Linked DNA regions of Mus musculus: all the other regions are linked to region 1. The links are chromatin contacts, called in public HiChIP or PLAC-seq maps. All regions are on one chromosome and are shown on one strand. The core of a region is the stretch at or near the end of the contact, and the rest is flanking DNA. Distances in the headings are between cores, read along the strand shown. Region 1 holds the start of Cytip (cytohesin 1 interacting protein). Region 2 overlaps LOC108168760 (a long non-coding RNA gene). Region 3 holds the start of Acvr1 (activin A receptor, type 1).

Evidence for each region. HiChIP or PLAC-seq counts read pairs in DNA pulled down with a chosen protein or histone mark.
Region 2: a contact with region 1 is called in an H3K4me3 HiChIP or PLAC-seq map of pro-B cells, with 3 times the contacts expected there. The contact joins the enhancer-like site here to the promoter of Cytip in region 1. A contact is called at or near these places in 1 of 39 promoter capture datasets (pre-B cells), 1 of 15 datasets of contacts at CTCF or cohesin (large pre-B cells), 3 of 115 datasets of contacts at active chromatin or transcription factors (the 230-238 cell line, large pre-B cells and pro-B cells) and 3 of 9 other capture datasets (adipose tissue, embryonic stem cells and pancreatic islet).
Region 3: an H3K4me3 HiChIP or PLAC-seq map of the 230-238 cell line shows a contact between it and region 1, with 17 read pairs. The contact joins the promoter of Acvr1 here to the promoter of Cytip in region 1. A contact is called at or near these places in 2 of 39 promoter capture datasets (the 3T3-L1 cell line and pre-B cells), 1 of 484 Hi-C or Micro-C datasets (Sertoli cells), 6 of 115 datasets of contacts at active chromatin or transcription factors (the 230-238 cell line, DN3 thymocytes, bone marrow-derived dendritic cells and 2 more) and 1 of 9 other capture datasets (macrophages).

What each region holds. Positions count from the first base shown.
Region 1 is chr2:58,158,233-58,162,033 of GRCm38.p6, forward strand. Cytip (cytohesin 1 interacting protein) reads right to left here and starts at 1,890. Exons shown (of 8, transcript NM_139200.4): 1 at 1,650-1,890. The coding sequence starts at 1,823.
Region 2 is chr2:58,420,325-58,424,747 of GRCm38.p6, forward strand. All of the region lies in intron 1 of LOC108168760 (a long non-coding RNA gene), which reads right to left. Among named protein-coding and RNA genes, the nearest start is that of Acvr1c, 65 kb to the left of the region's middle. Within about 2 kb of position 3,152, at least 15 of the 459 cell types and tissues checked have an H3K27ac peak or open chromatin away from gene starts, as enhancers often do. A contact at or near this core is called in the 230-238 cell line and pro-B cells, where this site is marked.
Region 3 is chr2:58,564,471-58,568,383 of GRCm38.p6, forward strand. Acvr1 (activin A receptor, type 1) reads right to left here and starts at 2,358. Exons shown (of 12, transcript NM_007394.3): 1 at 2,317-2,358. It also overlaps a transcript of Upp2 not described here.

The DNA of each region.
Region 1 (3,801 bases), core at 640-3,139:
CTCAACTCTCACAGGCACACACTGGATTTTCCTGACACACCAGAGTCTGTGTCCCCACATTAGGGATTCCCATGCTTAGGAAGCCTAAGACAGTTTATGGAGACATATTACATATACACCTGCTCAAACTGTCCCCTAATGCTAACCCTTCTCCAGCCCTCAGGGCTGACATATAGTTTGATTTACCTGGCAGGGACTGGCAACGTGTAAAGCCTGAGCTGAGAACAAGATCTGGAAAGATTCCCTCCGTGGTGCAGTTATTAACAGTATTTTTCCTGGTAAGTGATATATGCCGAGAACAAATAGTAGGATAGCAAATGATCAGAATTTGGTGTAATGGCTTTGTATTAAATAGAAAGAGAAACAGACTGCTCTCTGTTTAGAATCTGAGTAAACCCGTTGGCGTTTCCTGTGTTGCCCATTTATAAATCGATACAGATGTTCACCAAACTTTGTATTATAAAAACACGTTGGATTGAGAATGACAATCAACTACTAGCAAATGAGCTTCATCACTGTGGAAAATGCCAAGGAATCCACTCACCACATCAGGTCCTGACTCTCCCCTACGCTTCAACTTTGTAATGCTGAAGTTAGATGAGCTCAGAGGAGAACACAATATGCACAATGTAGTAAGCCACAAAGCTGTGTTTTAAGTCAGTTCTAAACATCTTGTGCATGACTGTTTATATAAATTCAAATACACACCTTGGACCTTATAGAAAAGTATATGATCAAAATACATAAAGTGGTATATAGTTCATTCTTATGTATTACAAATGGAAGACCAAAGATTCAGAACAAATTCACTAGACACATACTTTTCCAGTTGAGTTTTCATCTCTAAAGACATTTCATAAAAATTTTCGAACAGCCTTTATTGAGTGCTGAGTGCCCTGTACATTTCCTTACTTAAAGGGCAGAGGGTTCAAGGAAGTTGTTTCTGCTGTTACCTAATCAAGTGAATGGAGTTTAGTTTGATAGCTTCCTTTTCAGAAAGACATAATGTGAGGGGGGCAGCTACCAACTTGCTCTGTATGCCACAGCTACCAAGCAGCCCATTCACCTCCCCGAAATAGTCCTACTTCCCAATAGCCCAAGGTTCTATCATTGCTCCAGGACTGAAGAATTCACTTGGCTGACAGAGGTAGTGTTCAAGGAGAAGTCTTCTCTCGATTGTGAACTGACGGGGCCTGGAGGTAAGCCCAGAGGGAGACAATGAACAGACACACAAACGGAGGAGTGTTGATCGTGTGGGTTGTGTACCTGTAAACGACCTTCATGTTCATTGTTCTCAACAACTTTCATTTTACCTGAGCACATCTTTAAATGAAGATAAATATTTGAGTCTTACTTTAAAAAAAAAAAAAAGTGACTGTTTTTCTATCCTTCAACTGTGATACTATCTCTGGTAGACATGTCACCTCCCCCCTCACATGTACTCTCAGTCATTAACTCCTAAGTTAATTGGGTAGTAGACAGAGGTTCTCCTCAGGGAAAAGAACTCTCCTTTGAATAAGAACCGAAATGACTCCTAAGCGCGGGGAATAAGGCTGGTAGTCAAAGTTAACAGAGACACGCAGGAGCAGGTACCACTTTCAGCAGAGGTCAGGCAAACGTGAACACTCTAGACAGCGCAGCAACCTTACCTGCTTTCGTCCCCGGGGCAAAGTAGCTACAGTGTCTGCCAGCACTTGAATCCTTCGGTTGTCTTCCATCGTGAGCTGGCCCGTGAGGACGGAGTAGGAGCCGTAGGCAGAGTCAGCACAGTACTCCAAATTGCCATTGCTGCCCTGCCGCTGCAGAAACCTTTGCAGAGACATTGTGGGCAAAGATTAATCCCGCCAACACATGGTTCCCTGGCCTTGCAGGAGGGAGGAAGCGAAATGCACAGCCCTCTGACACGCAGTCGAAAAAGTAGCAAAGCCAACAGAACCCATGTGACTGCTGTGGTTTGAGACACTGTTGCACAAAGCCTATAGAGGAGGTCACTCCTACTCTCCAGTGCTCCTGAGAGAACCTTGCGTTCCTTTTCTACAATTAAAAAAAAAAAAAAAGAAAAAGAAAAAAATCAGTGTACTTTTCCTCCCTCAAACAGCCGGAACATAGAGTTTGATACTCTATGGCTACGGGTACTCAAAACAGAATTTTCCAGAGAAAGAAAAGAAAAGAAAACAACTTTGTTCAAGTTCGCTCATTTGCTTCCTACCCGTTTGCTCATTTAATATTAGCACCCCCGTGCACTTAACAGACTGTGCCCTCACTCACTCTTTTGGCTGTAAATGTCACAGGTGCTGGCCAGGTTGTTCTCTGGTAAAGTCCTTGTGGTGTTCCTCCCTCTACCTCATTAAAGTTCATCAAAAATGCATTCTGTCCCTAGAGCTGTAGCCGTTTGACATTCACCTAATTGCCTTTATGCCGCTTTATTCTTACCGCAATTACCCATCAGCTTTATAAGAACATAACGGGGAGGGGAAGGAAAGGCAGCGTATTTAGTGCAGAACATTGTTCGTATCTGGGGCTACTCATACCTACAACTTTAGGGGGGAAGAAAGCAGTGGGAAAGAAGGGGGTAGTCAAGCTGAGATAACACAGGATGGTTCCTGTGGCAGTGTGCCATCACGGTGGGGGGAGGGACTTGAAAACAGTTGCTTTTTTTATTTTTTAAATTTTGTATTTTTCAAGTAGTTGAAGATAACGGGTTTCACCCAGAAGCAGGAAAGTACGTAAAAGGCAGAATCAAAGCAAAAATAAAAAGGAGAAGTTTTAAATAGCACAGAAGTCAAACACGCACGTAAAAGTCGTTTGGAAGGTCACTACTAGAGTTTACAAGAGTTAGAAAAGCTCCGAGCTAGAATGGAATGCGTGCACTAGAACTCGAAGTGGGTTCAACCCAAGCAGAACTGGCCAAGTGTGAGTCATAAAGTCGTCAGAATTAATGAAAAGAGGAAGCCGGATCGGAGAACGGTAACGCTCTAACACAGCATGACTCCTTACTGTTGGAACTGAATAAGAATAGAAAGAAGACGATGTCCCTTAAAACATATAAAATCTAAGTTGGAGATTACAAGCACACATCCTTCTAGGGGGCAGATATGTGTAATTCAAAAGAAAGTGCTGGTAACTTTGGTAGCTTAACAATTTTTTTTTTCCTCTAGGAATTTTACAGTCAGGTAAATGTGTTAATACTTGCAAACATTGAATCAAGCCAAGTTCTATAGATGAAAACAGTAACTGTACAAATTCAGTGTTATGAGGTATTAGTCTGTAGATTGCAGACATTAATGATTGACTGGAAGCATGTTTCACTATATGCCATAAAATGCACCTAACATGCTGACTCTTTCAATAACTACATTTACATTTATATTCCACTAGTATTAAAAAAAAACAAAGGCACATCTGCTCCCTGCCCATACACATCAGTCAGGCCACACCCATGAATGTATTTACGAACTGGCCAACCATGATGGTTCGGGTCTCTCTTCTGATTCTTGAGGCCTGCATCGTGCCACTTACTACACACTTTGAATAATATCCCGATCAGTAGTGTCATCTGTGATAAAATGACTCATCTTCAATGACAACGAAGCTTTCAGACACCAAATTGTTGACTTACAGCAGTGTGTGACTGTGTAGGTTTTTAGAAGTTGTGGGCTTTTTTCCCCCTCTAGGATTTACCTTCCATCCCCTCTCAGCCTCTTCATTACTGTGAGAAGGGGATACAGTAGACAATCTGCTCAATCTGTCTACCATGCAGGTCTGAGGTGTCCTTCAGTGTCCATAGGACAGAAAGGACAG
Region 2 (4,423 bases), core at 1,902-4,401, 260 kb after region 1:
AACTGTAATCCCTGGAGAAGCAGAGATCAAAACGAGAGGCGATAAAGAACCCAGGGGAAAAAATATTGCTGATAAAAGTATCAAATCTCAAAAACAAAGCAGACTTGATTTGACTGTGTCTGTGCAATGCATTCTGACTTTGTGGATGCCATTCCCTTAAGCCGGAAAGCAAGTACTGAGAGTGGCTACATTTACCTCAAGCAAAATTGAGAGAAACTAAGGGAACCCTGAAATAGGCACTGAACACTCACTGTTTGCAAAACTTACAGAGAAGGAGACTGACTTGCCTAGAGTTAGAACGTCACACAGCTGCAGAGCTGTTACAAGAACCTGGGTCTGTGCTCATCTATTTCTCAAAAACAAAACAGAACAAACAAACAAAACCGCAAGGGCTCTTCAATGGAGCAAGCATCATGGTAGCCTGAAGATGTTCACTCTAGAGAGGCAGGGGAGTCATCCAGCTGTTAGAACAGAGAGGATAAAACAATCTGACTTATGCTTCAAGATGGTCCTCATCACTGTTCCATGAATACGGATTGTGGGAAGGTAGAGAAAAGGGGAATGTGGTTAAGAACTCATTATAATAAGCCAGGTAAAAGTGATAGTGGCTTGGGTAGGGTGACAGCAGTGGTGATAAGAAGTCATGCACTTGGTTTAATTTGAAGGTAGAAATAAACAAATTGAGTGAAGGAAGAAAAAAAAAATAAGTGAAGGATACCTCCAAGGCCCCACCTGACCCCAGCTTCCAAGTATTCACCATTCACAGAACAAGGAAAGCTCCCTGAGAGTTTAATTTGGGAAAGTGATCTAATCAATTGGTGTGTCTGAAAGAAAGCTGTGGTGGCAGTGTAAGAAAGGGGTTATAGATAGATGGGGCGAATAAGAAGTTTCAGTTAAAGGCTATGCAGGAATAGTTAAAAACTTGTCCAGAAAGAGTCCATTAATGGGTCACTTATTTTTACATCTTCATTTATAGATAGATAGATAGATAGATAGATAGATAGATAGATAGATAGATAGATAGATAGATGATATACTGGTAGACTGATAGATGATAGACAGACAAACAGATAATAGATGTTGGGTGAATAAATAGACGATAGAGAGTGGTTGGATACATAATAGGTGGTATATACATAGAGAGATAATAGATCATTATAAAAACAAAACCCACTAAACTTGTGATTTGGGGAAATTGCTTAAGATACAGAATAGCGTGGTCACTTACATTTCATGTAAGAAACATATTCAGTGGGACAGTTGGTAGTTTGAAGGGTGGAAAGTTTTGGTGATAATAAGCAAATATCAAACTGTGGAGAAAATATACTATCTATTTGATGAATCTCATTTTTTTTAATGTAAGACCATTTGAATAGTACACCATTTGGGTTTCATTCCCAGTTCACAAACTGCATTATCCCCACCCTATCCTGAGAAATTTCCTTAACTTGAACTGCAGTCAAGTTTGTTCAGTAGGACTCAGATATTGGTAGTGGTAAATTGGACCAGAAGAGGACCCATCTGACACTGTCATCTGGAATGTGGATGTGGGACAAAAGTAGCAAGGTGGCACTGACACGTGATGAAGAGGATCATCTGTCAGCTCAGGTGCTAAGGGAGTCACGAGCCTCTTTGTGGCCAAATGAGGTAGAAGCAGACCTCAGGGATGAAAAGGAAAAAGCACAGAGAGATGCTGACACAAGAGTCAAAGGTCTGACAGTCAGGGCCTAGGCTGGCCTACTTTCTGAAGTCCGGTGCCAATTATATGTTGGGTGCTTAAAGAAATTTGTGGGTGGCAATAATTTACCATTGACAATTTAATCAACTTACATTGTTTCCGTTGGCTTACCTTGTGTTAAAGGGTCACCTCATAGTGATTTCTGTACCTAAGAAGCAGAGGTAGATGCTTTCTTCTCCTTCATGCTCACAGAAAGACATGGAGCTCCATATCTGCAGTCATTTTTTTTTCCAAAGCAAAGAAAGTTCTAAGTTCCTGTGTTTGGGCCCAGGGGATTCAGGATGCTTTATACTATTGTGAAGAAGAGTGAATCTAATGAACGAGTATGAATGAGTATGAATGAGTATGAACGAGTATGAACGAGTATGCCACCATCACCTGGGAGAAGAATTAGTAAACATCAAAGCAATAATTCCATTGGGGAGGAGCTGTGTTGTGGGAAGCACAATTTGAAGTTTCAAAAGTCCATGCCATTTCCTTTACCTATCTACCAATCTACCTAGCAATTTATCTTTCTATCTCTCTCACACAAACACACACACAGAAACACACATACACAAACATGCATGCACACACACACACACGTACATATCTATGCACGCATGCATGCATGCACACATGTATCAAAAGATAAGATGGGAGCAGTAGTGGAAAATCTCTCATATTGACTTATCAACCTCTGGCCTCCACATCAGGCTTAAGATGCAAACTCTCCACTTCTGCCCCCATGCCTTTCCTCTGGTATCTTGGACTCTCACCCTCTGAAGTTGCAAGCCCCACATTCAACTCTTTTTTATACATTGCCTTGGTCATGCTGCTTTATCACAGCAACAGAAAAGTAACTAAGACAACTAGTCATGAGGTTTCTAAATTTGAAAATCAGAATCCTTCACATACATTTGCTTGAATTCCTGGGTTGCATGATGGCAAGGGAAGTTTATCATGTGAAGTCTACTCTCAGACAAGAAGTGATTTAACGTAATCTCAAATGTTTTTGCTTAAAAATTTTTAAGCGGGCTGGGGAGATGGCTCAGTTGTTAAAGTATGTGCTACATAGGCACAAGGACACGCTTTCAACCCCAGTACCCCCATAAAAGCCAGGGGTGGTTATGGATATCTGTAACCCTAGAGCTGGGGTCAAACACAAACTGATCCTCAGAGCTTATCAGCCAACTAGACCAGTGAGCTCTGGGTTCAGTGAGAGACTTTACACCAAAAGATAAGGTGAGAGCGGTAGAGGAATTTACCTTATATCACCTCTGGCCTCCACATGAGCTCGTGCTAGTGCATACAAGTGTGTGTATAGCCTGCACACTATTGCATCCACAAAATCGAATCACATAACTACACTTCCCCACGCCATCTTCAACCTCACCCCCAATTCCCTCAACCACGACGATGTCTTCTGTTTCCTCCAACAGATACCAGAAAGGAAGGGAAGCCATGCCTGACAGAATCATGACAGGCCTCCCCAGAGACTATAAAACTGCCACAGGTTGTGTCATATTTTCCTACTACATGTGAAACTCACTATGTTTTGTTTGTTTACTGAGGTGAAAAATGAAAATGAAAGAGAATTGGTGAACCATGGTATTTGATTGACAGAATTCAACATGTCTTGCAGAAGTTTAATTTTTGTTTCCATTTTATAAAATAAACTGCTTGAGAAATGCCAGCCTTGTAAAAGTAAAATGTGCTTATTTACATAAATTAAGCTTGTGGAGAAATCTATTATCTGGGGTTGTAACATTGCCGTGAGTAGTACTCGGGTTGGAATAAAAAAAAACAGGAAAGATGGAACTTTCATGATAGGATGGGTCTGGGATGCTCTGAGACTTAGGGGTAGTTGATACTGAGCTTTGCAATGCTTTGCTTGGTAACTTTTGTAAAGCTGTTAAGACTAGAGAGAGATGGCCCAGAAGTTAAGACCACTTGGATAATGTTCCAGAGGACCCAGATTTGGTTCCCAGAACCCACAGCTCACAACCATCTGTAACTTCAGTTGCAGGGACTCCAACTCCTTCTTCTGGATCCTGAGGGCACCAGGAATGCATGTGGTCCACATACATACATACATGCATACATGCATACATGCAAACCAAAACTAAGATACACACAAAATAAAAATAAAATAATGTAAATTTAGAGGGAAAAAAAAGACTCATTGCTAATGTTTCTGTACAAAACAGGAAGGACTGAATATCAATGATGCTCCATTCCAAGATGGCTCTATCCAACTGAGCTTTTCCCATTTTGCCCTGGGCGAAGCTTCCAGCAGAGTAATGCTCTAATATAGCCTTGTAGAGGCTACAAAGTAGAACTAGATCTTACATGTACTTTACCCACAGAGAATTGATCCAATACCTTATACCCATTTTGTTTAATTTTTATCATTACCATGGCTTAAATGTGAAATTTTAAATATAAAGTTTGGATTTGAAACTTCTCATGGAAAACATAGAAGAAACCTATAGTCTCAAAACCTATAGTCTCATAAGACATTTCTGCACTGCATGTGAACACAGCCAGATAGGACTGAAGTAGAAACTTCAATTAGTGAGAGCTTCAACCCACTAATCACCAGGTTCTATTTCACCCACTAAAATCATTGCTATACTTATGTGACTCCTCCAGGAGCCAGAGAATGTAACCATACCTTAGTGCAGGACAGTTGCTGCTTTCTCA
Region 3 (3,913 bases), core at 1,108-3,607, 410 kb after region 1:
AAATCATGATAGAAGGATCCAAATGGCCAAGCGAGCCACAGAGGGGCGATCGGGTCCCCGTATTGATTCTTTCGTTACCTTGTGACCTTGGAGAACAAGATCATTTTTCAAATCCATCTCTGTCTGGTGTCTCCCTCTGCTCTGCAGACTACTCCATCCAACCTTAAGAAACACCCAGCTGCCTATCATTATCAACACAGTCCGATCTTGGGAAGACAAGAAGCTTGGGGAAGATGGCCCCTGTTTCCAACTCAGTCACTGTCGCCCGTTGCATGAATGCAGGAAGAAAACTTGGTAAACTATCAATCTGGAGGGGAGGGCACTCATTACAATGCTATTAATCAAATTAAGTTCCTCCTCGCTCCTGAAACGCATTACACTCCTGAATGTGGCATCTTAACTCTGCATCCTTAATATTCTCTGTAATTACTTAGCAATTACAAGAAATTTATTCAGATTCAAGTGATCACTCTAGTCCAACATGCAGAAGTTGTAAGACTATTATCTCAATCAAGTTCGCTCTAAAACCACTCTCTGCTTGGAGCAGACCTCAGCCACACAGTTGAAGAGAGACCATGAGTCCAGCCCGTGCCCACGCTGGCCCTTGCTCTTTGCCGGCTAAAGCCAAGGTCTATCTCAACATCACTCATCACCTTTGAGGACTCCCATGTACAGTGGCAGCAGAGATGCTGCGTCCCATTACAAAGTGACAGCCACCCAAGGCACACGCTGCTCAGCTTCAGAACACTTCCATCCATTTGTCAACCCCAGGACAGAAAACAAAAGTAACCAAATCACAAAGGGAGGGAGCTGAGCTTAGAACGGTAATCCAGATCCTATGCAGACTTAAAATAACCTTGTGACTGCACTGTCCCCGAGAGTGGCATGGGTGAGGCCTGGGATTCATACTTAAGCAGTGTGCCAACTGTAGAGCTGCATGGCAAGGCACTGTCTGAGGTCAGCACAAGTCTAGTGTCTGCCGCCTGCCCGAGCCTGGGCCCCCGGCCAGCAACCCACCTCCAGAGACTAGTGCCAGGACATACTATAGTGTTTCCATTTAAGGCCTGCCACTTGGATGAGCCCATCTCTGAAGTTTCTTAACACCACCTTTCCAGGAAGAATTTTTTGGGGAAAAGGGAGGTGGTGTCTATTTTTTGCCACCGCCTTCCCTTGGGCTGTCAGAGCAGTCTGCCTCTCAAGAACTGGATCCTTTAAAATCACTGCGTTATGTTTCTATTTGAGGGATTTTTTTCAGAAATTATATATCTATGCAAACAAAAAACATATATATGTGTATGTATATATATATATATGCAATCGCATTAAACATGTATGGGACCAGAGACGTTTCCCATCATCTCACACCAATCGCACAAACCGCAAAGAAGAAAAGCCAATAAAGAGAGCAAATCCAATGCATTACCGTCCGTCTCTCTCCAAACACCAAATTAATGGCAACTTTTTAACCAACACACTTTTCTTCTGCAACAAAAATGGGTGTTTTCTTGCCCAAGTACCTTCCTCCATAGCTCCTCTGCCGTGCAAGGTACGTTCAGATCTCCAGGGGAAGAGGGAGGTAGGGAAGGGTGGGAGACGTAACTGGCACAAACTGGACAGAGCCAAGCCAGTCTCTGAACCAGACAGAAGTCCATGCACGTAGTGAACCCACAGGCCCACAATTCTCCCCAGCGCGCCCAAGGTTCTAGCCTCACTGTTTTGGTTAGTGTCGAAGGAAGGGTTTTAAACTTGGCAAAGTACTATGCAACATCTGTAACCACATCTGCCTTCTGGGGATCGGAAGATGAATCCCACATTCCTGGCTTTGAAGCTTTTTGAAACTGCAGCTAGGAAGGACAGAGGGAGGGAGGGAGTTGAACAGAGTTTATTGGCTGTCTCTCCAGCAGAAAATTCCTCTTGGAAGAGATGGATATTTTGTGGGTGGGGGTGACTGGCCAATCTCTTTAGTCTGCCAAGCTCAGCTTAGAAGGTGAGCCCGGGGCCGTGAGGCCAGATCGATTTATAAGTCCGAGGCGCACACCCTGCAGGAGTTCATCCAACGCACACCCGAACCCCCTACTCCAAGCCTCTGTCCACCCCGGATCCCACCGGCAGCCAAGGCCCTAAGCAAGTCGGTTTCGTTCCGCCGCGGCTTCCCCCCACGTCGAGAGGGCACGCAGCTTGCCGGAGAAAGAATGAAAGCGAGGGGGAGGCACCGAGACGCCCACCCTCCACCTCCGATCCCGGTCTCGCCTCCAGCTAAGCTCCCTCCTCCCTCGGTCCCCAGCTCCGGCGGCGTGGCCGGCGACCTGCTCTCACCTCTGGTCCAGCGGCGGTCGGGTGCTGAACCCGGGGAGGCGGAGAGCTCGAGGCGACCGGGAGCTGCAAGGCGGCGCGGGAGGGCGCGGGGCGGGGCGGGGCGCTGCAGCCGGCGTGGAGCCCGGAACTCCGCGGGCCGCGGGCGGGTGGCCCGGGCGGCGGCGGCGGAGTGCAGCGCGGCGCGGCACGGCGCGGCGCGGGGCGGGAGGCTGGCGGCCACGGGGCCGGGGCGCAGGCTGGCGGCAGGCACCGGGCTGGAGCCGGGGAGACGGCTGTCGCGGGGCGGGAGGCGGAGGGCGGGGAGGAGGGCGGAGGAAACTTGCGGCGGCGCGGGGCTCGGCTGGGGGCGGCGGGGAGCCGGCGGCGGCAAAGTTCCCCCAGCGCTTGGGGGCGGCGGCGGCGGCGGCGGCGACCGGGAGCTGGAGCGGGAGGAGCGGGAGGAGGAGGAGGAGGAAGTGGCTGCGGAGCGCTCGGCCAATGAGTGTCTGGAGCTGTGATTAACCAGGCAGCAACACATCATTTCCTCCCGGCGCGGATCCAGGGAGCCGGGAGGGAGAGGGCCGGCGGCGGGGCGGGGCGCTCCTCGCGCCCCCTGCAGGCGCCCGGCCCCAGGGATTCCGCCCGCCTAGCCATGCTCGCCCGCCGCCCCCGACCCCCGACCCTTCGGGCCGCCCGGGCTGTGGGCTGCTGCGAGCCGGGCTGGCGGGACGCGGGGGAGGCGCGCGGCACGGGGAGCGGCCAGGTAGGCGCGGGCGGGGCCGTCTGGACAGCTCCCGGGGCGCGGGGCGGGCGGACAGCAGGCAGCCGAGCCGGGAACTGCGGGGGCTCCTGCACTCATCTCCAGCCCTGCGTGTCAGGCACAGGGGTGGATACTCAATGCTCCGCCTCAGCCAGGCCATCGTTGCCTTGTCTTCTGATCCCCTTCCACTATGCTCATTTCCTCGCAGGGTCTAGGGTTATGCAAGCGTTTGCCATTTTCGCAGTCGGCTTCCTTGGTAATAAAAATAAGCAAGTCTGGGGGGTGGGGGGGGGGGGGGCTTCTGCAAAAATCCCGCCCTGTCCTAGGCGCCACGGGAGCTTACAGTAGGAAGGAAGGAACATTCTCCGCCGCAGAGAGGCTGACAACTTTGGTCCTTAGAAACACAAAAACACCCCAGTGTGCTAATATTATCTGGAGCATCAAAAAAGGCATGCAAGGATCAAATTTTGCATGGTGCCCGCTTAGTGTTTGGAAGCAGCAAGCCATTTTCTCTGCCCTCTAGAAGCTTATAATGCACAGTCCTATCACAAAGCAAGAGTAAAATCATGACACCAATAAATGGGGAAAACATAAAGTATTTTTTATCCCTACAGGTCCTTTCATGTAGAGGGCATTTATTGGGTCGCTGGCTGCAACACTGCAGAAGGTTGCAAAGGAAGTGGAAGATCGGGCCTTTGCAAAAGCTGCAAACAAGCTAGCTTTACAGGCGTGTGTGTACAAGGAACAGCTAGAAAAGAGCCTTCAGGTGTTGTGTAAGCAAAAAGGCAGAGAAGGTTTTTGGTTCTTTTGTGTTTGGATCGTTCATTAGAGGGTCCTTGTAGTTATGTTTGGTGGCGA